Regions from separate parts of the Mus musculus genome. Here regions 1, 2, 3, 5, 6 and 7 are each linked to region 4. The links are chromatin contacts, called in public Hi-C, HiChIP or PLAC-seq and promoter capture Hi-C maps. All regions are on one chromosome and are shown on one strand. Each heading gives the region's core, a stretch centred on a gene start, on an enhancer-like site or on the middle of the called end of the contact. The rest is flanking DNA. Distances are from core to core; before and after follow the strand shown.

The links. Promoter capture Hi-C pulls out the DNA fragments that hold promoters and counts their contacts. Hi-C and Micro-C count contacts between places; a contact is called where the count stands out from the background. HiChIP or PLAC-seq counts read pairs in DNA pulled down with a chosen protein or histone mark.
Region 1: a contact with region 4 is called in a Hi-C map of cerebral cortex, with 7 times the contacts expected there. The contact joins the enhancer-like site here to the promoter of Adamts17 in region 4. A contact is called at or near these places in 7 of 39 promoter capture datasets (the 3T3-L1 cell line, embryonic stem cells, frontonasal cranial neural crest and 3 more), 1 of 15 datasets of contacts at CTCF or cohesin (embryonic stem cells), 18 of 484 Hi-C or Micro-C datasets (the N1E-115 cell line, cerebellar granule neurons, cerebellum and 8 more), 3 of 115 datasets of contacts at active chromatin or transcription factors (astrocytes, forebrain and pancreatic cancer cells) and 1 of 9 other capture datasets (embryonic stem cells).
Region 2: a promoter capture Hi-C map of hippocampal neurons shows a contact between it and region 4, with 2.9 times the contacts expected there. The contact joins the enhancer-like site here to the promoter of Adamts17 in region 4. A contact is called at or near these places in 5 of 39 promoter capture datasets (embryonic stem cells, hippocampal neurons, liver and 1 more) and 3 of 115 datasets of contacts at active chromatin or transcription factors (astrocytes, microglia and pancreatic cancer cells).
Region 3: a contact with region 4 is called in an H3K27ac HiChIP or PLAC-seq map of microglia, with 5 times the contacts expected there. The contact joins the enhancer-like site here to the promoter of Adamts17 in region 4. A contact is called at or near these places in 5 of 39 promoter capture datasets (embryonic stem cells, hematopoietic stem and progenitor cells, hippocampal neurons and 2 more), 1 of 484 Hi-C or Micro-C datasets (hematopoietic stem and progenitor cells) and 1 of 115 datasets of contacts at active chromatin or transcription factors (microglia).
Region 5: a promoter capture Hi-C map of liver shows a contact between it and region 4, with 3 times the contacts expected there. The contact joins the enhancer-like site here to the promoter of Adamts17 in region 4. A contact is called at or near these places in 3 of 39 promoter capture datasets (the C10 cell line, hippocampal neurons and liver), 1 of 484 Hi-C or Micro-C datasets (bone marrow-derived macrophages), 1 of 115 datasets of contacts at active chromatin or transcription factors (astrocytes) and 2 of 9 other capture datasets (embryonic stem cells and liver).
Region 6: a contact with region 4 is called in a promoter capture Hi-C map of hippocampal neurons, with 3 times the contacts expected there. The contact joins the enhancer-like site here to the promoter of Adamts17 in region 4. A contact is called at or near these places in 9 of 39 promoter capture datasets (the 3T3-L1 cell line, cranial neural crest, embryonic stem cells and 4 more), 1 of 484 Hi-C or Micro-C datasets (cortical neurons), 1 of 115 datasets of contacts at active chromatin or transcription factors (astrocytes) and 2 of 9 other capture datasets (adipose tissue and liver).
Region 7: a contact with region 4 is called in a Hi-C map of cortical neurons, with 5 times the contacts expected there. The contact joins the promoter of Mef2a here to the promoter of Adamts17 in region 4. A contact is called at or near these places in 6 of 39 promoter capture datasets (cranial neural crest, embryonic stem cells, frontonasal cranial neural crest and 1 more), 9 of 484 Hi-C or Micro-C datasets (CD4 T cells, cerebellum, cerebral cortex and 4 more), 13 of 115 datasets of contacts at active chromatin or transcription factors (the NIH/3T3 cell line, SST interneurons, astrocytes and 8 more) and 2 of 9 other capture datasets (adipose tissue and embryonic stem cells).

The regions. Positions count from the first base shown.
Region 1 is chr7:66,309,689-66,312,388 of GRCm38.p6, forward strand. All of the region lies in intron 6 of Lrrk1 (leucine-rich repeat kinase 1), which reads right to left. Among named protein-coding and RNA genes, the nearest start is that of Gm45989, 29 kb to the left of the region's middle. Within about 2 kb of position 1,418, at least 113 of the 459 cell types and tissues checked have an H3K27ac peak or open chromatin away from gene starts, as enhancers often do. A contact at or near this core is called in cerebral cortex, forebrain, pancreatic cancer cells and 1 more, where this site is marked.
Region 2 is chr7:67,442,135-67,444,834 of GRCm38.p6, forward strand. No RefSeq gene overlaps it. Among named protein-coding and RNA genes, the nearest start is that of Gm33926, 3.1 kb to the left of the region's middle. Within about 2 kb of position 1,312, at least 205 of the 459 cell types and tissues checked have an H3K27ac peak or open chromatin away from gene starts, as enhancers often do. A contact at or near this core is called in hippocampal neurons, microglia and pancreatic cancer cells, where this site is marked.
Region 3 is chr7:67,460,687-67,463,399 of GRCm38.p6, forward strand. No RefSeq gene overlaps it. Among named protein-coding and RNA genes, the nearest start is that of Gm33926, 22 kb to the left of the region's middle. Within about 2 kb of position 1,320, at least 160 of the 459 cell types and tissues checked have an H3K27ac peak or open chromatin away from gene starts, as enhancers often do. A contact at or near this core is called in hematopoietic stem and progenitor cells, liver and microglia, where this site is marked.
Region 4 is chr7:66,838,437-66,841,136 of GRCm38.p6, forward strand. It overlaps Adamts17 (a disintegrin-like and metallopeptidase (reprolysin type) with thrombospondin type 1 motif, 17), which reads left to right and starts at 1,299. Exons shown (of 23, transcript NM_001033877.4): 1 at 1,299-1,475; 2 at 1,812-2,182. The coding sequence starts at 1,400. Gm33627 (a long non-coding RNA gene) reads right to left here and starts at 1,355. Exons shown (of 4, transcript XR_391554.2): 1 at 1,271-1,355; 2 at 276-360.
Region 5 is chr7:67,687,161-67,689,860 of GRCm38.p6, forward strand. All of the region lies in intron 6 of Ttc23 (tetratricopeptide repeat domain 23), which reads left to right. Among named protein-coding and RNA genes, the nearest start is that of Gm34140, 29 kb to the right of the region's middle. Within about 2 kb of position 1,286, at least 12 of the 459 cell types and tissues checked have an H3K27ac peak or open chromatin away from gene starts, as enhancers often do. A contact at or near this core is called in astrocytes, where this site is marked.
Region 6 is chr7:67,501,889-67,504,593 of GRCm38.p6, forward strand. No RefSeq gene overlaps it. Among named protein-coding and RNA genes, the nearest start is that of Gm34079, 18 kb to the right of the region's middle. Within about 2 kb of position 1,278, at least 44 of the 459 cell types and tissues checked have an H3K27ac peak or open chromatin away from gene starts, as enhancers often do. A contact at or near this core is called in cortical neurons and hippocampal neurons, where this site is marked.
Region 7 is chr7:67,371,435-67,374,176 of GRCm38.p6, forward strand. It overlaps Mef2a (myocyte enhancer factor 2A), which reads right to left and starts at 1,424. Exons shown (of 11, transcript NM_001291195.1): 1 at 1,279-1,424.

The DNA.
Region 1 (2,700 bases), core at 168-2,667, 530 kb before region 4:
GTTTTGTTCTGAGACTTATCAACTCCTCTGTGCCCTGAGTCTCTGCCACATGCAAACCACAGCCCAACCTTCTTGCTGTGGCACACCCAGAACATGTTCCTTATTTTTTTTCCACAAGAGGAAGTCAGAAATCCCAGTGATCTGCTATTGCCAGGCAGCAAATGGGTCCTGGTTTAATACATAAGACTAAGGTTTTCTTCAGGGATATCAAAGAATCTGAGACTCAACTGGGTTTCTGGGGAGAAGAAATCTGTTTCTTTTGGCTTGTATATCCAAAGAAAATTCATAACAGAAAATTACAGGGCCAGAATATAGACAAAAATGAATGTTTCACAAATGGGAACGTGTAAGAACCACAGGAACTGTGAGAAAGCTACCAGCAATCTTGGTTAAGCTGGCCTTGGCAATTGGCAGCGGCTGTGATCATATCTGGCCACAAGGTGGTGCTGTGCTCCCTTAGCCAAATCCTGTGCCTTACCGCCCTTCCAACAGAAAGTTCTCCTCCAGTCTTTATCTCCCTCTTCATTTGTGTAGATGAAGAAGGATGAACAACTAAGATCCAGAGAGAGGAGTCCTAGCCTCTGGCAATTGTGTTAGATAAGTCACTCAATTTCCCTGGCGGCTTTTTTCCTTTCTAATGACTGACGTTTCCCACTTACTCTAAACACTTAAGTCCAGAAAAATCTAAAGTTTGCCAAGAGTTGAACTAGGACCTAATGGACCCCACAGACCTAGAGTTACCTGCTGTCAAAGCAGCATCACCAGGGATGTCTCCCAGCACCTTTCTACACACAAAAACACACCCTCTTGGGGCTGGCTGGGGAGATGGCTCTCTGGTTAAGCACTTGCTGAGTGTGACCCCTAGTCCTTCCTGCTGTTGGGTGGCTCACAGTTGCCTGTAACTCTAGCGTTGAGGGAATCCTATGCTTCTGGCTCCGAGGGCACCTGTGTTCATCATATGCACTCCTCCACACACACACTAAAACATTCGAAAATAAAACCAAAATTCTTCACTCTTTACTGAACCATTTCCGAATGTTGTATCATGACATGCGTCCTAGTAAGGGTTTCTATTGCTGTGACGAAACACCAGGGCCGAAGCAACTTGGGAGAAAGGGTTTATTTGGCCTTCACTTTCACATCCCTGTTCATCTAAGGAAGTCGGGACAGGAACTCAAGCAGGGCAGGGGTTGGTAGCAGGGGCTGGTGCAGAGGCTTCCTTCACAGGGGTCATTCTGGTAGAAGGAAACCAGCCACACCAAGAGTGTGGTGTGTACCACTAACCTCACTAGACCCTAAGGACAGAGGAATGCAATCTGCACTGCCAGTTCTTAACGCTCTTTCTAGGGCTCACTGCCACACGTTTCTTTACAACTGAAATCTGATCAACTCAAGCCCAGAGAGAAGCGGTCAAAGTCTGAAGATAGGACGACAGACGAGCATGCGGCACGATGCATGCTGGGAAAGATGGGGCAGACTGTAGATGAACACGGAAGCTTTCCACCTGGTCTTGGCATACATTGGGAATTTGGACTGATGCGTTTTATTATTTTCGGTGCACGGGCACCCAGAGTACTTAAGTATTTACAGGGTGCCACCGAGAGTAGACAAAAAACATCAAATGACAACGATATCCACACACTTGACAGAAACAGGTTCAGCAAGCCTACAGCGCTCACTGCTTGTTTGTGTTAGTCTGGGCAAAATTACCACAAACCAAGCTCCGAGGGAGCACAGCCAGCCATTGCATAACCCTGTCCCAGAGGGCTGAACCGAAAGATCAAAGGCAGCTGGCACTGAGTGCTGAACAGCCCAGCCATCAGGTCTCACGAACTGAACAGGCCCAACACAGATGGAAAATGTCCTGGTGTTTGTCTCCAAGCCTTTCAGACGCCGGCCAAATGGGAGAAAGCACACAGGCAGCACCATCCGCCCCAGAGGCAGCAAGGGAAGGCTTAGAAAGCTGTTTTCCAAGGTGATGGTTGGAACTTACAGTGTTCAGGGGTTAAGTGGGAAGCTGGGGAGAGGCTCAGTGAGGAAATGGGGTTTGCCCTGCAAGTCTGGGGACCTGAGTTTGAGTCCCAGAACCCAAGTTAAGGTGGAAAAAGACAACGGCCAGGCCTCTCAGCAGGAAGTATTCCGGTCATATTGGGACACAAGCTCTCCTCTCCTTTTTACAGTTCTCATCCAGGAATCAAATGGCTCCTTCTACTGATCCCCCAAAGTTATCTTCAGATCTCCATACATACATCACACAAACATTCTATACACACTCCATCACATACACACCTTTGTACAGACAATAGACAGACACACATTAGTAACAATAAGATTAAAAGTTTTTTTTTATAAAGAACAAAAAAGGGTTGTGCATGTATGTTGGGCCATAGGCAAAGAGTCTTATAGAGAAAGCCCTTCTGATCTGGGGGTGGAGGCTGCAATACAGATGCATTATCTGCCTTGCATATTCTAGAAGCTACTGGCCACAAAGGTGTCACCTTCCCCCACCCCCAAATAATTTTCACTATATTTTATTTACTCTGTGTATTAATTTTCACTATATTTTATTTACTCTGTGTGTTAATTTTCACTATATTTTATTTACTCCGTGTGTGTTTGTGTATATCTGTATGAGCATGCCACACCACAGCACCCATGGAGGTCAGAGGACAATGTGAAGGGATTGGCTCTCTTCCTCTG
Region 2 (2,700 bases), core at 62-2,561, 600 kb after region 4:
CTGCCTCTGCCTCCCAAGTGCTGGGATTAAAGGCATACACCACCATGCCCGGCCTGGTTAATTCTTGAGGACCACATTGTGTCTGGGGAAACCATCTCCCTTATAGACCTTCTCTGAGCTTGGAGAATGGGCCAGGATCCTGAAGGCAATCACTGAATCTGACATCTTCTGGGTCTGAACACTTACTGAAGGCTGGAAACTGTAGGCTTTGCTTGAATTGGTTTCCTTGGTTATTTTGCTGTTGGGTTCAAATAACGTTAGAGGTGCCCGGAGGCAGACTACCAGCTGGTGTCTGGTTGCCTAGGTTTACGTTTCTGGCTGTATACCTTGCTGGCCATGTGACCCTGGAGAATTGCATAACCTCCCAAGACTGTTTATTCATTTGCAAGATGAGAAAATGGGAAGTCTCCGAGGTTTTCAGGAGAAGCATCAAGTAGGGGAAGTCTAGTCACATAGTCCACGAGTACATGTCACCTGCATCAAGAGGAGGTTCATGTTGGAGGTTCGTGTTCCTCAGTGAAGAGGACCTGGAAGCTTGTTTGCACGGGAGAGAAATCCTTAATAAACCTGAGAGTGTTCCAAACCTGTTTTGTTTTAAGGATTCCAGACAGACTTAAGGTAACAGTTTTTATTACTGGTTTTATTGTTCTGAACAGCCTCAAAAAGTAACTTTGAGGCTCGGAAGGTAACAATTAAGGGCCTCTGGTGGGAGACATCACAGTAGTGAAGTCTTAGCAATGAACTGAGCTGCCCAGCTTCAGTTTCACAGCCACTATCTTCCACCAAGTCTAGTCAGGAAGGGTAGTGAGTACCATACCTGCCACCCGAAGACTTCCAGAAAGAGAAGGCAGATACTGTGACTCAAAGGCAGCCATCTCCTCCCCTGCCCACGCTCCTCAGCCTGCAGACTGCGCCCTGTCAAGACCCTTCTGCCTAGTAACACAGTGAAGCACAGCTCCAAGGCACACGCTGCTCACACTCTCTTTCCCCCAGCTCTGGCTGGGAAATCTGACTGCAGCCTGCCTTTCTGGATCTGAGCTAATTCCCTTGCCAGCCACAGCCAGCCCCACAGCAGCACTTTGTCAGAAAGCAATCTTCCAGCTTGTGGCAGGCAGGGTGCATGCTGGCTGCAGGGTCTTCAGCCTGCTCCCTCGCCCTGCAGGGCAAGGCTTGTCCAAATATTTGGCTTGATCCTGCTCTTACTGATTCATCCCGTGCAGAAACCTCTGTAATTTCATCTCCTGTGTGACTCAGACAAGAGCTGAAAGCAAGGGCGATGCACCAGCAGCTGAAGCCTGCACGGAGAGAGCAGGCCGGCATCCAGTGCCCGAAGTGCCGAGCCTGGCCTCCTGGGCTGGGCGAGAGGTGCAGGCTCTCTCCAGCCTGGCTGGCCGGGAGATTAAATCTCTTTAGTCTGAGATGATTAATGGAACCCCAAACACGCCTCAGCATAGGGTGTAAAATGCACTTTGTTCCGTTTCCAAGTCCTCCCCCCTTTTTAAAATGCTAAATCCATTTGCATCTCATAAATTATATTGGCTCCAAAATGAAGTGCTCCTGACAGCCCAGGCAGGGTGTGGGCATTGCCCTTGTTGTCTCCTCGCTAGGAGACCCTAAGAAAGATCTCGCTTATCTTCTAAGGGAGGAGGGAGGAACAGCCAAGGGTGACCTAGATTCCAAATCTAAAGACAGGTACAGCAGGCTCACCTGCACATCTTCAATGGGCCGCCAGGCATGGTTTCAGAAGCACCCCACAGGAGGAGGCTCCCTTGTGGCTCATGGGGGACATGGTCATCTTCTTCCTCAGCAGTTAAGAAAAAACATGCATTGGGCTAGTGGGGTCCCTTGATCTTCCTGATGCCTCTTGGTGATACTGCCTGGGTGGGAGTTAGGGGGTGATTGACAGCAATGGTAGATTATTTCTTGTGGAGGTGAGGGCAGGGAGGGGTGTCTGAGCAGTGAATGGGGCACAGAGGTGGTGTTTCAGACACCAGGGTACCCAGGAACCAGAGGCAATGGGTGCTCACCCTTCCTCCCCAGCTCTGTGGCATGGAGCCAAGTTACCTGATCTCTCTGGAGTTGTTTTCTCATGCCTTCTTCCAACAAACACTTCCTGAGCGTTCCCTTGGCATCAGGCCTAGAGTTGCCCCCCTCGGCCCTTGAATTCTAGATAGTACATAGAATATTATAGCTGTGTGTGTATAGAATGCCAGGCAGTGGTGAAGTCTAAGAAGATAGAGTGTCATGCAGGCCAGAGAGCCCTAAGGCCATCAATAAGCTGGGCTGAGATGGAAAGATGAAAGTCTCAGGGATGGAGGAGCAGCAGGATGGGAGGGGTCTGCAGAGACTGGGGAAGCCCACGTGTAGAACACAGGATGAGCTTCAGCTCTCATTATCTAGCCACTGGCTGTGGGGTGTGGGCTGAGGATGCGAAAGGGAAGAAGAGAAACCTGGAAAGGAAGTGGCTTAGAAGCCAGGGTGAATGACAGAGCTGTATTCAGCTGGCACCTCCCTTGGCTCTCTCTGCACAGCCCACCCCCATCCCCCGCCTCTAAGACACAGGTGGCTTCACCATCCCAAAAGGTCAGCTGGCTGGGGTTTCACAAGCTGGCATTCCAGCCCTGGGGCTCTCCACACAGGGAGCGAGCCTCCCAGGTCCCAACCAGGACCAGCTGCCCCAGGGAACTCTGACCTATGCAG
Region 3 (2,713 bases), core at 70-2,569, 620 kb after region 4:
GTAAATAGGACCAGGTAGGACCTGTTCTGGAAAGCCTCCGTCACACCTTAACGATGGCTACTGGGATCTACGTGTGGCTTTTCCTCTGCCTCTTCTTCTACCTCATTGGCTTCACTCCTGAAGCACCAGTATTGCCTAGGAGCATCTTAGAAATGCAGATCTTAAAACAGAACCTAAGGAAAAGGGTCTGACTGGTTCACAGCCCTCCTGCAGGATGAGATGCCTGCTGGCTTGGAAAGCATGCAAGCAGGTGGCTGTTGGCCTCATCAGAATCACCTCCGGAACTTGAAAGTGTGCTGATGCCTAAATGTTCAAGGAGATAAACACTAAGCAATGAGGACACATTCCATGGTTCCCCATTAATGTGTGTAAGTTTTAGATTTATATGTATTAATTTAAAATTTTAAGTGCGGGAAACTGGGTCTAACCCTCGGTAATCTGGGGTTCGCTGGCGGGGTTCAGGCTGTGCATCAGGATTTTCAACTGTCTCAGGGTAGAGTAAAATTTCTGGAGGGCTTGTCTTACGGTTGGTTCCCAATTAGAACCTGAAGGTCACCTCATAATGGGACGGCTGCCCATGACACTCCACAGTCTGCCCTTTCCTTGGCTAGGAAGAGTTTCTTGGGCTTTGGTGTACAACAGAACCAAGCTGGCTGTTGGGGGATATGGTAGTCCACACAGATTCCTGGAGTCTTCTGCAGGTAACCAAGTCAGCCATGGGGTAGGACCAGGAAATGCTTCTGTGTGCACCTGATTCTAGTTTCATCTCTGCCATATCCCCTGGCAAGTAATGTCATGGGGGGTCAGCTTGCTCATCCAGGGAGAACAGGGCAGACATAACACATTTCCGGACTGTCTCCCCATTGGCCTACAGTTGCCTTGTGCAGAAGAAGGCTTAGTCAAGGGGGTTTGTGCTGTAGCTGAGAGATCAGGATGTGGGTGAATGTACCACCCAGCTCCTAGCAGCTGGGGACAAGGGATATATGTCAGAGCCTAACTGTAGGGCTCGACCAGATAAAGAGCAGATTCCAACAAAAGCTGAGCGTACCCAAGAGGCTCTCTTCTGATGGACCCTACACCATACATCTTCAGTTTCTGTTCTTTGTCTCCTGAGCACACCCAGCTGCAGGCATTTAACCTGATAGAAGATTTGCTTCTTGCAGAAGGAGGTCAGGTGCGGGGGAGGCAGATGGAGCTGTGAGAGGGAGCACTGTGGAGCTGTGAGAGGGAGCACTGCGAACCTGGAGCTCCCCATTCTGCTGTCCCTAGCATCCATTCTGTCCTTAGTCACCAGATCCCTACCCCAGTCAGACTCAGCTTCTGCATTCGGGCAGGAAGTGGTGAGGAGACAGGGCGGTGACCATGTCTGGAACACCACACTTCCCCAGGCGCCCCGGCACCCGGCCACGTGCAGCTCACTGGTCAAATGGATTCTCTCCAAGTCCCAGCTTCCCCAAAGCCCAGCTGCTTGGAACACAACCCAGGTGGTGAGGCAGGCTCTGGGGCAAGAGTAGAGTGGGCTTTCTGCTGGCCACAGTGGACTGTGACAACTCTGGGCTGGCTCTCCTCCAACACTCCCATGGCCAGGTCACAGTGACCCTGCCCACAGGCTGTTAGAGGGCAGAATAGGCTTTCCACTCCAGAGTGTCCTGGATACAAAAAGCAGAGAACACATCCAAAAGCTGTGCCATCAGGAGCAGAGTCCCTGACCGGGAAGACTCATTCGAGCATCTTTGATGAGCCCTGTGGATGTAGCCCTGTGCTTGAAGGCCTCCTTTTCCATACTCTTCTCTGACTGTCCAATGAATCAAATTTGCATGGGGCTGTGGGTTAAAAGTCTAGTCTAAGTACCAAAACTGAAGCCTGCCTGTCTGGTCCCTCAGCTCTTATCTGTCTGACTTCCCCACGCCGATCACATCTGCAGCCTCACCTCTTCCAGTGGGTGTCCGTGTCTCCCTCCAGCAGTTTCTGGCTCCAGAGACTGACTGGAGCTCTGATCCAGCTCTTGTGGCCCAAATGCTCCCAAGCTCCGTGCTGGAGAATCAGGCAGGGCCTCCGTCATACCCTGGGCTGCAGGGTGTCTGACCTTGGGCAGGCAGCCTTCTGACCTTTCTTGGTCAGCGCTCCTAAACCTGTAATGAAGAGATAATGCTGCTGTCTCCACTCAGGCAGAGGCTGAGAAGGGGGGCTAACGAAGAGCCCAGCACTTGGCAGACCTAAGCAGCCCCAGAAATGCTTCATAATCAAAACGCCTTTCCCCTCTGTGGAAAACAGAGATGGAGGGAGAGCATAAAGGATGGAGCGAGGAGAATGGGGTCACAGCTTTGAGGGGAGGAGGGAAAGGACAGCATTCCTGAGTGCACAGCCCCTCTTTAGGCTTGTGACTTTCTTCATATGTGTCCCAAGGAGCCCATCACTCACTCAGCAGGTATGTGACCACAAGCCCTGTGCTACTTCATTTTGAAGCAGGGAACAAAGGTCAAAATGTCCCTGCCCCTGCGCATTGGTCAGCCGGCCGTCAGCTTCTCAGGGTGCTGGTTGAGAGGATACTGTGGGTGTGACCCCTTTCCCTTCGTTTAGGTTTAAAGAAATGAGACTCTGAGCAGGGATTATGGCTCACCCTGGACTCCTGAAGGAGGGGGTTTCTTCCTGGGGTGACCTGAATGCTCTCCCTGGGATCTTGACTTCAATCTTTGAAGAGGTACCTATCTCC
Region 4 (2,700 bases), core at 49-2,548:
ACACTCACACAGGGCTAAGGCTTCTCCTTTTCTTCCTGTTTCCCATGACATGGTTGAGGTCACAGTCAAATTCTCATGGTCAAGTGAGGCAAAGCCCTACTCATTCATAGCCACCAACAGAGCCTGACCCATGCTGCCAGTCACCCGAGGGTGCCAACCGGTGAGTGACAGCCACTAGATCAGAGACTGGCTCGGCAGCACATTCTGTGATACGCCTTTGTGGAGAGCTGCAGACAGCTTACCAGGACAGGGGCACCAAACTTAGGGAAACTCACCAGTGTTTACCTCGTCTCTGGATGCTTTCTGGTAATTCAGCCCTGTGATGAAGTCTGGATCCTGTGATGAGGGGTGAGTAGGGGCCTTTTTGAAAACAAGCAAGCAAACAGACAAAAAGGGAGAGATGAGGAGCCATCTGTGACTGCTGTGGTATCCCTGTGCTCAGTCAGTCCTGCTATCTGTAGGACAATTTTAAAGAGGCCAATGGGATTACCCATAGGGGTCTGCTAGGGATAATATCTGGCTAGATTCTGCTGGAAAATTGAACACTCATTCTGTTCGTGAAAGGCTGGGTTCAAGTTCAGGCTCTGCCTCTCAGCTCTCCAGGGTCCTGCGATGCAAAGCGCAGCTAATATACCTCCCTAAACACACCTGACCTAAAGTCAGGATCACAGACACAAGACACGGCTCTGACAGATACTAGCTGTCCAATTTAAGCAGGCTCCTTACATTTCCTTTTTCTCAGTTTCCCAGTCTTCAGGGGAGTGTTATTATGCTCTCACCTTCTTGGATTCTGTGAAAGTATAGACTGCAAGAAGCCTGCGGGGTGTGGACAAACACCATAGATATAGAAGTCAGGCATGAATTCAGGTGTGCTAGGAACACTGGGCTGCGTCTTTCCAGCCCAAACTAATCAAAAATAGGAGTCACTTCAATACATAGAGATTTTCTTTTTCTTGTACTGAACTGGTTGGTCTGGCCTATCTTCCTAGGAAGCCTCAAAGGTGATCTCCCAAATGTGAACAAACTGAAGACCAGGCTGGTGTCCTCCTGGCTGCTCCAAGATGCTGCAGCTGAGCCGGCTCGCGCCTGCCACCTGGTGTCACAGCCTACCTACTGCCTAGAAACCACGTGTAAGAAAGTGCTTACAACCTAACTACGCACGTTGGTTTCGACCGGCCCTAACCAATACGGACAGGGAAGGCGGGGCAGAGAAAAGCAAAAGCCCAATCACCGCCTACTTTCCAAGGAGAAGGTGGGGCTTAGTATTTACCATGTTGGGTTTGTCCGCAGCGCTAATTACTTTTTCCAAAGGCTGCAGGGCTGCACTCCGGTTGGCTTCGCCGCCTCGCGAGTCCCTGCTCTATCACTACAGTCTTGGGGGCTGCTGGTCCCAAGTACCATGTGTGACGGCACCCTGCTGCCCCCTCTCGTCCTGTCCTTGCTGCTGCTGGTGTGGGGGCTGGACCCGGGCACAGGTAGCGTTCCTAGCTCTCGCGGCCACCTTCCCGGTGCCTTCCCGAAGCATCCCGGCGCCCGGGTGCATAGGTGGACCGCTGACAGCATCCCCTGAGGAGGAGAGTGAAGGCCGCGGCCGGAGAACTGGTCTCTGGTTCCCTCTCGGCACGCGGATGGCGAGCTGACCCCCGGTGCGATCGAGTGGCTTCGCCAGCTTGGAGAGGCCCGGCTCGGGGAGGGAAGGGAGTGCGGGGTCACGGCTGCGCGATACCCACGGAGCCTTGCGAGTCAGCGCCGGAGCGGCCGGCAGCCCTGGTGGCCAGGCTGGTGCTGACGCGTGTCCTCTCTCCCCGCAGCTGTCGGCGACGCGGCGGCCGACGTGGAGGTGGTGCTCCCGAGGCGGCTGCGCCCCGAGGACGTGCACCTGCAGTTGCTGCCGGGAGCAGCGGGGCTCCGGCGGTGGCGGCGACCGCGAGCATCTCCAGGTGGCCATCGAGCAGGGCAAGGAGAGCGCGCCCTGCTACTGCACCTGCCGGCCTTTGGGCGCGACCTATACCTGCAGCTGCATCGCGACCTGCGTTTCCTGTCCCCAGGCTTCGAGGTGGAGGAGGCGGGTGTCTCGGGGCGCAGCGGACATCCTGCCGAGCTGTGCTTCTACTCCGGACGAGTCCTGGGCCACCCGGGCTCCCTCGTCTCCCTCAGCGCCTGCGGCGCCGCCGGCGGCCTGGTATTGCCCGCGCCCCCTATGGGTCTGCCTTGCCCAGTCTGTTACTTCTCCTGGGGTGGTCCCGCGGAGGGCTGGGCGGGAGAAGACCTACCTTCCCATCTCCTTCACTTGGCCCTTTCAGACTGTGCCTTCCTAGGAGAGAGAACACAGGGGAAGGCCTGTTATTGTCCTGGCTTCTGTTGTGTCCTGAACCTGGCCGAGGTGGGGTTGCATTGAGAAATTAGCTATAGCTCACCTAGAGGAAAGAATATGAACCTGTCGTTCCCACTCTGACAGCATCAGCACAGGTGTGTATGTTTTCTGCACGTTATGGGGAAGCTCTAAAGTGTTCATTCCCTGTCTAGGAATGGGGTATCTAAGCACTTCTCTTCTGTCCCTTGAGCCTTCTTACATTAGGAGGGGACCCCAGGCAGGCCATGGTTAGTCTCATTTTTGCTAGCTGAAAAGGTAAGACCAAGAGAGGAACTGTTGTCAGTATCTCTAGTGCCTTACTCTGCAGTAGGTATTTATTTATCTGG
Region 5 (2,700 bases), core at 36-2,535, 850 kb after region 4:
CTAAGTCTAATTTGTCTATTTCTCTTTCTTTTTTCTTTTAGCTTCACATCTAAGAAACCACAGGATAATCTAAGTTCACAAAGAATTGTATCTATGTTTCCTTAAAACAGTTCATGGATTTTAGTTCTGACATACAAGGCCTTTGAATTTTTTTGTGTGGTCCTTCGTAAAGGATCAACTTCCCTCTTTGCATTTGGCTATCTGGTTATCTCAGCATACCGTTTATTGAGAAGCTTATACACTCACTATGGAATTACCTCAGCATGACCGTCACAATCAAATGACCATAAGTAACAGGGCTTATTTCTAGACTATCAACTCTATTCTATGGATCTAAGTTTTGAAATCAGTAACTGATCTTCTTACTTTGTTATTCTTTTCCAAGAATGTTTTAACTCTTGTAAACTCCTCGTGTTCTCCTAGGAATTTTAGGATCAGCTTGTCAATCTCTGCACCTCTTCCCCACAAGTAATTGTGCTGGAATTTTGAAAGGCATTGCATTTTTATTCATAATCATTTGTGTGTGTGTGTGAGAGAGAGAGAGACAGAGACAGAGACAGAGACAGAGACAGAGACAGAGACAGAGAGGTATATGTGTGAGTACAGCCACACACATTAAAACGTGGTTCTCTTCTTCCTCGCTGGGTTCTGGGTTTCTGGGACCGAACTCAGGATCTAAGACTTGCTTGGCAAATGCTTTTATGTGCTGAGCCATCTTGTCAGACATGTTTGTTACATGTGATGCCTATTATAGGAGGAATGGTTTCCTTAGCTTCTTTTTCTGAGTATTCACTGATAATAAAGAAAAATAAATGCTTTTTAATGATTGTCTGTGTATTGCAACCATGCTGAGCTTCTTGGTGATTTTTTTCTGATTCATTTGTCTCCATATGTTCCAATTTTTATCTTTTGTTGCACTTAGATTTAGAATTTAAGTTAAAAGTCTTTCTTCCCTGGGTTATAGAAGAATTCACTTGCTTTTAGAGTACTTGGCAATTTTGATAGTTAACTATTATTTTTATTTATTCCTAAGGCTAATAAAGATTAAAGAGTGTTTTAAATCCAGGAGAGATTTGGCAAAGCAAAAATAGCATTGAATTTGAAGTCAGAAAACCAGGCTTGGAGTCCAGACTCTCTGTTTAGTACTCTTTGATTATAGACTAGTCACCCAGCCCCTGTAACAACAACAAATCTACAAAGACACTTTCCACTTAGCAGAACTCCTCCAGGTTCCAAAATACTAAGTGCTTTGTGAACTCCAGGCCCACTGCCAGGGTAAACGGCTTTTACTTATTTATAGTAATTATTAACTACTTATCACTGTTCCCTTTTCTTGAGATTTACCTGAGGAATGGAAGGGTACAGAGTGGCCATAGGTCTCCAAGGAAACCGTGGGTAGTAGGCATTTACTAAATATACACAAATGGGGGTTTGTTATCTTCACAGTTGGTTTTCTTTCATCCCTTTGGAGTGAGAAAAATACACACAGAGGAAAAGACGTTTTAGTTTCAGTAGAATGCAGAAAAGTTCCACAGTATTTTAAGAAGTAGCCCATTAAGATGGAAAAAAATAAAGGAAGCCCAACAGAGCCACTGCACAAGAAAAGTTCCAGGAACTTAAAAGAAGTGCTGCCTGCCTGCCTGCCTGCTGGGATTGTGGGAAAGCCAGGCAAATGTTCCTGTTTGTGAAACTCCACATTGAGAGATGTTAGTAATCACACCTTATTATCTAAACTAAAAAGTCACAAGATTTCCTTGCTGTGGGTACAGCTGCTTTGTTCTGTTTGCAGGCCGTGAAGACCCCAGCTCTGCTGGCGGAATCACTCTTCACTTCTCTGACACTTGAGTGGCACATTTCTCTTGTTCAGTTTTCAGAGCATCTCAGCTGCAAAAGTAGGGACCTTTGATTAGCAAAGGTTCATGAAATCAGAGCATTTGTACTCTACAAAAGGTGGTAGAACCAGAAGATGTGGCTTCGGTCCACACCAGCTAAGGGCACTCACTGACAGCTGGCTGCTCAGACCTGCTCCAGGTGCTCTGTGGGTAGTGGCGCTTCTCACCACCTGAGCATCTGCTGTGGCTCTACCACAGGCATAATTCATTTTATTAGAAATAATCCAAATAAGACTTGTGCTAAAATTTTCAGATCTCTTGAGAAGCTAATTGTACTGGCTAGTTTTGTGTCAACTTGACACAGCTGGAGTTATCACAGAGAAAGGAGCTTCAGTTGAGGAAATGCCTCCATGAGATCCAACTGTAAGGCCTTTTCTCAATTAGTGATCAAGGGTCCTTGTGGGTGGGACCATCTCTGGGCTGGTAGTCTTGGTTCTATAAGAGAGCAGGCTGAGCAAGCCATGGGAGGCAAGCCAGTAAAGAACATCCCTCCATGGCCTCTGCATCAGCTCCTGCTTTCTGACCTGCTTGAGTTCCAGTCCTGACTTCCTTTGGTGATGAACAGCAGTATGGAAGTGTAAGCTGAATAAACCCTTTCCTCCCCAACTTGCTTCTTGGTCATGATGTTTGTTCAGGAATAGAAACCCTGACTAAGACACTAATGAAGGCTTTATTCTTTACACAAAATTCTAAGTATGACATCAGTCTGGGCACCGTACAGATGATTGCTGTTGCTCTTAAGGCAAACCGAGAGAGCCTGCCTCCTGACCGCCCCCTAGCAAGCCTGGCTCGGCCACCCCATTGTTCT
Region 6 (2,705 bases), core at 28-2,527, 660 kb after region 4:
CTTTCCCCCCTTCATAAGTAGGTTATTCAAGGTGTTTTGTTATAGTACCAGAGAGCTTACTACCATACTGTGGAGTCATGAGAGTGTAGGGGCTAGATGCCAAGGTCTCTACTTTGACTTTCTTTCTCGTTTCCTCGCTCATCCATACATGTCTGATCTTTTTGAGCTATCCAAAAGTGAGGTTTTCTTGTGGGTAGCCCTGTCCCCAAGGTCCTGTATCTTGGGTAATCTCTTGAATTCCCACAAGCCTCTACTATATTTGGCACACAGTGTTGGCAGGTCTAGCCTGTGGTTGGATATCCTCACTGCCCCTGACTCTGCAGATTTCTCTAACTTTTAAAAAATCATTTTCTTTAATGTGTATGGGTGTTTTACCTCTGTGTGTATATGTGACTCACTCACATGACCTGTCCATAGAAACCAGAAGAGGGGGTCGGATTCTGTGAACGGGGGTTGAGAGTTGAGAGTTGCTATGTGGGTGCTGGGACTCAAACCTCGGTCCTTTGCCAGAGCAATCGGTGCCCTTAACGGCTGAACCATCTCTCTAGCCCAGACTTGGTCCATTTCTTACCATGTCTGGTCATACTTGTCTTCCCTCAGTCCCAGGACACACCCAGCATCTGCTTACCTCAGAGCTGCCCACCACACAGTTCTGTCTGGAGCATTCCTCCCTGGCCGTTTCCTGTCTGACGGCTTTGCATCCTTCAGACTCTCTGGCCACATCTGCCTCCCTCACCTCCTCCTTCTTGGGAACTTGTATTCACGTGGTCCGTTTTTGTTACAGTCAGTCTGTTTTTCCCTTGGGGATGGGCCCCAGTTCAGTACAGCCCACTCCAGTCCCAGAGTAAATGAGTAAAATTTAACCTTGAATCTCTTGCAATCAGGCTGTGAAATTTTAGCTTCAACTCCTCCATGTTCTTTGTCTAATGTGGGTGCAAGTATCTGTTCCCACAACACTCTCTCAGGACTGCTAAGGAGGGATGGCATTCCGGTGTACACAGCTCAGCTTGCTGGCTCAAGCCATGGAAGCATTGGCTTCCTTCTAGCATTGGGACTTCATTATTACAGACTGGCCTTCCAAGGTGTGCCCTGCCTCACACTTGTGCCCGGCAGGAAGAAGAGGCTGAGACCCTAGAAAGGAGTGGGTGGGGGCTGGTTTTGGTGACACCTCCTAGGGGCTCTGTTCCATCGACTCCCCCCACCAGCCTGGCCCCATCCGTGGGTCTCTCCACAAAGCCCACCAAGGCACGCTCTGTCTCCCCTTGGCTTTGAGGCAAGTCATCTTTTCACACTGCTGGTGTCTGTTGTAAGATCTCCCCACTTCCCTTGCTGCTCTCTGCTCCCTGATACACTGCCAATCTGTAAACGTTGTTTTGGTTTTTTTCCTTTGTTGTTTTGATGCTGTAAAGTCTGCCTTGTTAACACCAGGTGCTGAAAAATGAAAACTTATCTTATCCATCAGCATCATCAAAGCAAGGTGGGGTAGGATGGTTTCAACTAGTCCTGAGTGTCCCAAGGGCATCTGGCCTCTCATCAATTGCCCTCTCCCCGAGGGGCACAACACTATACACGAAAGCCCTGTGCAGCTGCCCTGCCTCAGCTCTGCTCAGTGAGGTCTCACAAGATGTGCTCGAGAGCTGGCACTTCTCTGCCGAGGGTGTACCTTCTGTTTCCTGCCATTTGACTGTGAGGTTCTAAGAATAGGATTTTTTTCTGGCAGCAGAGTTTTAACCACCTAGAAAGCTTCATTAAGCGTTCCCACTGCATTTTTTTAATTGAATTAGTAGCAAGAGAGTATTTTTAGGACCAAGGTGATTATTTCATGTAACAGATACATGTCTGGATATTCTTAAACCTCTATATAGGCCAGAACAGCTAGAGAGCAGGCTCCCTGAGTCTGAGAGTACAGTGGCTTGCTTCTTAGACTCGACATCAGCATGACAGCTAGTTATTCATTCATTCATTATTTATGCCCTCAATTTTTTTTTCCCTAAGCAGAGCAGGGAGGAATCTTTAAATGAACATGTAGCTGAGTCTGGCTTCAACTCCTGATAATGAACATGTATTAGAGTCCTCAACTCTGGATAATGAACATGGATCAGAATCTTCATCTCTACCTCCGAGTGCAGATATCCAGGCGTTCACCTGAGTACAAACCTTTAGGAAAGACTTTTTGTTTTGTTTTGTTTTGTTTTGTTTTGTTTTGTTTTGTTTTGTTTTGTTCTTATAGTGTTGTACAGAGTGGTGAGTCCTAGGTGGTTTTAAGTTTCCTTTTCGTTGCTGGTCTGAGTGTGACTTCTTCCCAGACTTCAGCTGCATTTGGGGTGTGTGTGTGTGTGTGTGTGTGTGTGTGTTTCAGAGGAGCCAGGATATCATTGGGTGGAGAATTTTTGTATAAGTACAAATAGCATCAGACAATCTTGCTAGGAAGGAGCAGCAGGTTCGGAAAGCAAGCAGCCTCACAGTCAAAGCTTGGGAGTGAGCATTGTCTTGTCAGCTACAGTGGCCATTTGAAGCTGAGGTACTGGACGGCATGTTCTCAAAAAGGCTCTAGTGAAGACCACCACATGAAACATTCCATGTAAAACTCTTGGGTTTTTCTGGAAGGGCCTTTCTGTACAAGAGGGACGAGAATTATGTCACATGTCAATATTGCTAATGAGAACAATGCAGTGCGCACTCTGGCCTCAGTTCCAGGTCAATGC
Region 7 (2,742 bases), core at 174-2,673, 530 kb after region 4:
CACACACTACTTTGTTTACCTTTTCCTCAGACTGTCCAAGTACTGCCAAGGTAACATAGATTTTAAAACTGACAACTAGACTACTTAGCAGTTGCCAAAACAACGCAGCTGGATTCTTAAAGGGAAAGTACTCTTGTGTAATATACACCTAATTACTGCTTTACAGAACCTCACTGTCATACAGTAATGGATGTTTCAAGAAAGACATAAGAGAAACACGATGCGCTGCGCTACAAACTTGAAAACTGTTATACAATATTAGTTTTAAAATAGTTGTCAACACATCGCAGCAGGTCTTTCTAATTTCAATTTCTGGAATCCCAATTTCACAGTAAACATACAGGTTAGCGCGACGGTGTAGTCAGTCTACACTCCGTTGCCTTCTGGATCATGATGACAGGGGCTTCAGAGCTCAGGGACCTATTTAAGGTCCGAGTGAGCAAGAATTTGATAGTTACACTTTTCCAGGGGGAGGGGGGAAATGCTAATTCAGAAAACGCTCACCTTTCCCAAACTTGTCTGCAATATCACTGATCTTTAATCCTCAACCGCCCAAAAACAGATGACATCGAACCCAAAGGCAAAGTTTCCATCTCACCCTGAGACCTAAGGCGGGATCTACCCGATTGCAAGGAGCGGGTCCCTTCTGCAGCCCCGACTCCCAAGACCTTTTCCCCGCACCCGCAGGTGCTCGAACCCGGCCACCGCCCGGGCCAGGTCCAGACACACAACCTAACGCCGATATCCCCACGGGAGAGTTCGACCCCCTACCTCCCGCCCCAGTGAACCAACCTTCCCCCCGAAGCAGAAGTGGGGGAACTTTAAGTGCGACCACAGGGCCGGACGCCCCCCGCACTGGCGGTTTACGGAGCGGGGAGACCCCGAGATCCGCGACGCTGGAGGAATGGACCGAGTGGCTCCGCGGCCCCCTGGGAACTCCGTCAACTTTCAGGGAGGAGCGGGGCGGCGCGGCTGGGGGCCCCAGAGGTGGCGCGCACAGGGAGGCGGCTCGCGACAGTCCCCCCCGCGGGCCCCCGCCGCCGCGCCCGCAGCCCCCCGGGCTCGCCCCAGGGCACCCCGCCCCCACCGCACGGGGCCGCGCCCCTCCGCTCTCCCGAGGGCCCGGCCGCCCCACGCCCAGCCTCGCCCCGGCGCCCGGAGCCGCGCGGGCACCCCTCCTCGGCCTCGCAGCCCCTCCGTGGTAGTGCCCCCCACTCCCAGCGCGGCCCGACCCCCTTCCCAGCCGCCGCCACATCCCCGCCGCCCGCGGCCCCTCACCGAGTCTCCGCTACTGCCGGCGGGCGCGCACACGCCGCAGCCCCGGCCCGGCCCGCCACAGCACTCCGCGCCGCCCGGAGCCGCCTCCTTCAGCCCGGGACTCGCCGGGACATCCGCGCACGGATCCCCACACCGGGGCTATTTTTAGGAGTCAGGCCTCGGCCAGGCCGGAACTCGTTCTTCGCGGCGCGCGTGCGCACTGCGAGGACGTCTTGGTGTCCCTCCGCGGGCCTCGCCTCTCCCTTCCTCTCGGCTTCCTCTCTTTCTTCTCTCCCGGGCTCTCCTTTTAGGGTATATTTCTGCTCTCGGTGGGTCCTGAAGGGTTTGTCATGGACAAGACGAGGGACTAGTCAGAGAGAGCCGCGCCTTCTCAACAGCTAGCGCTGTGGCACAAGGACAAGAGGGGCGGACTATGTTTTTCCGGGTGGGTGAGGCGACAGATCACCCGGCACAGGAAGGAGATGACGGCTGCTTGGCGCCGGGGCTGCAGCCTGGAGCGCGCTTCCCTCTTTGAAGGACCGTGTTCTCCTGGAAGGGATACTGGTCACTTGATGAGGGCCTGGGCGTGGCGGGCCGGTGGCGTCGCGCCCCCGCCGCCTCCTGGTCCAGCCCGGGCCCACGGCTCCGGTGACGCGGCGCGTGACTAGTCCCCGCGCTTGGTCCGTGACCACAGCCGAGAGGCCCGACCCGGCGGGACGGCCCAGACGCCCTGTGCGGTGCTCGGGACCGAGGCCAGCTCCCCGCCCTCGTGTGCGCCGGGCCTGCCCAAACCTCGGCTCGCCACGCCCTCACTGTGGTCGGGGCCACACCTGTGTCCAGGCCTGGACAGCTGCTGGGTCACCCCCGCCGGGCCAGCAGTTGGATGCTGTCCCTGGCCACCCAATCCCAGCAGGGGCTTGGAAAGCAGAAACACCTTGAGAATGAGGCAACCTGCCTATTTGGGCTACTAATACTAGCTAGTATGGATTAGTGGTAAACTGTATCTCACTTAGTACTCACATCGCAGTGAAGTTCACCTCATTTTCTGTTCCCATTCGGCAGATAAGAAAGGAAAACTGAGAACCACTCTGACCACGCAGGGTCACACAGCGTCAGAGAAGGGCCATAAGGATCTGAATTCCTAACTACTCGACGAACTGATTTTTCTGAGGGGAAAAGATGTCTTTGAGACAGCACTTGTATTTTGTTAACTTACTGATTTTGTCCAGAGAAGGCTTATGGGGGTGACTCTCTGCTGGTCCTCACCCCCAAAAGTTGCTACCGCTGTAGAGGTAATAAGAATGTGATGGCTGGTATCCGAACCCAGAGCTGCCCATGCAATGGGCACAAACCCTCATTCGAAAATGAGAGGCTCAATTCTGTGGTTAGGGCTTTAAAACAAGTCTTTGGGGGTGGGTGAGCAGATGTGCGGAGGAACTGGGAAGTTACAAAGGAAGCTGGAGGCTCTCTGGCTTCCTCCCTCAA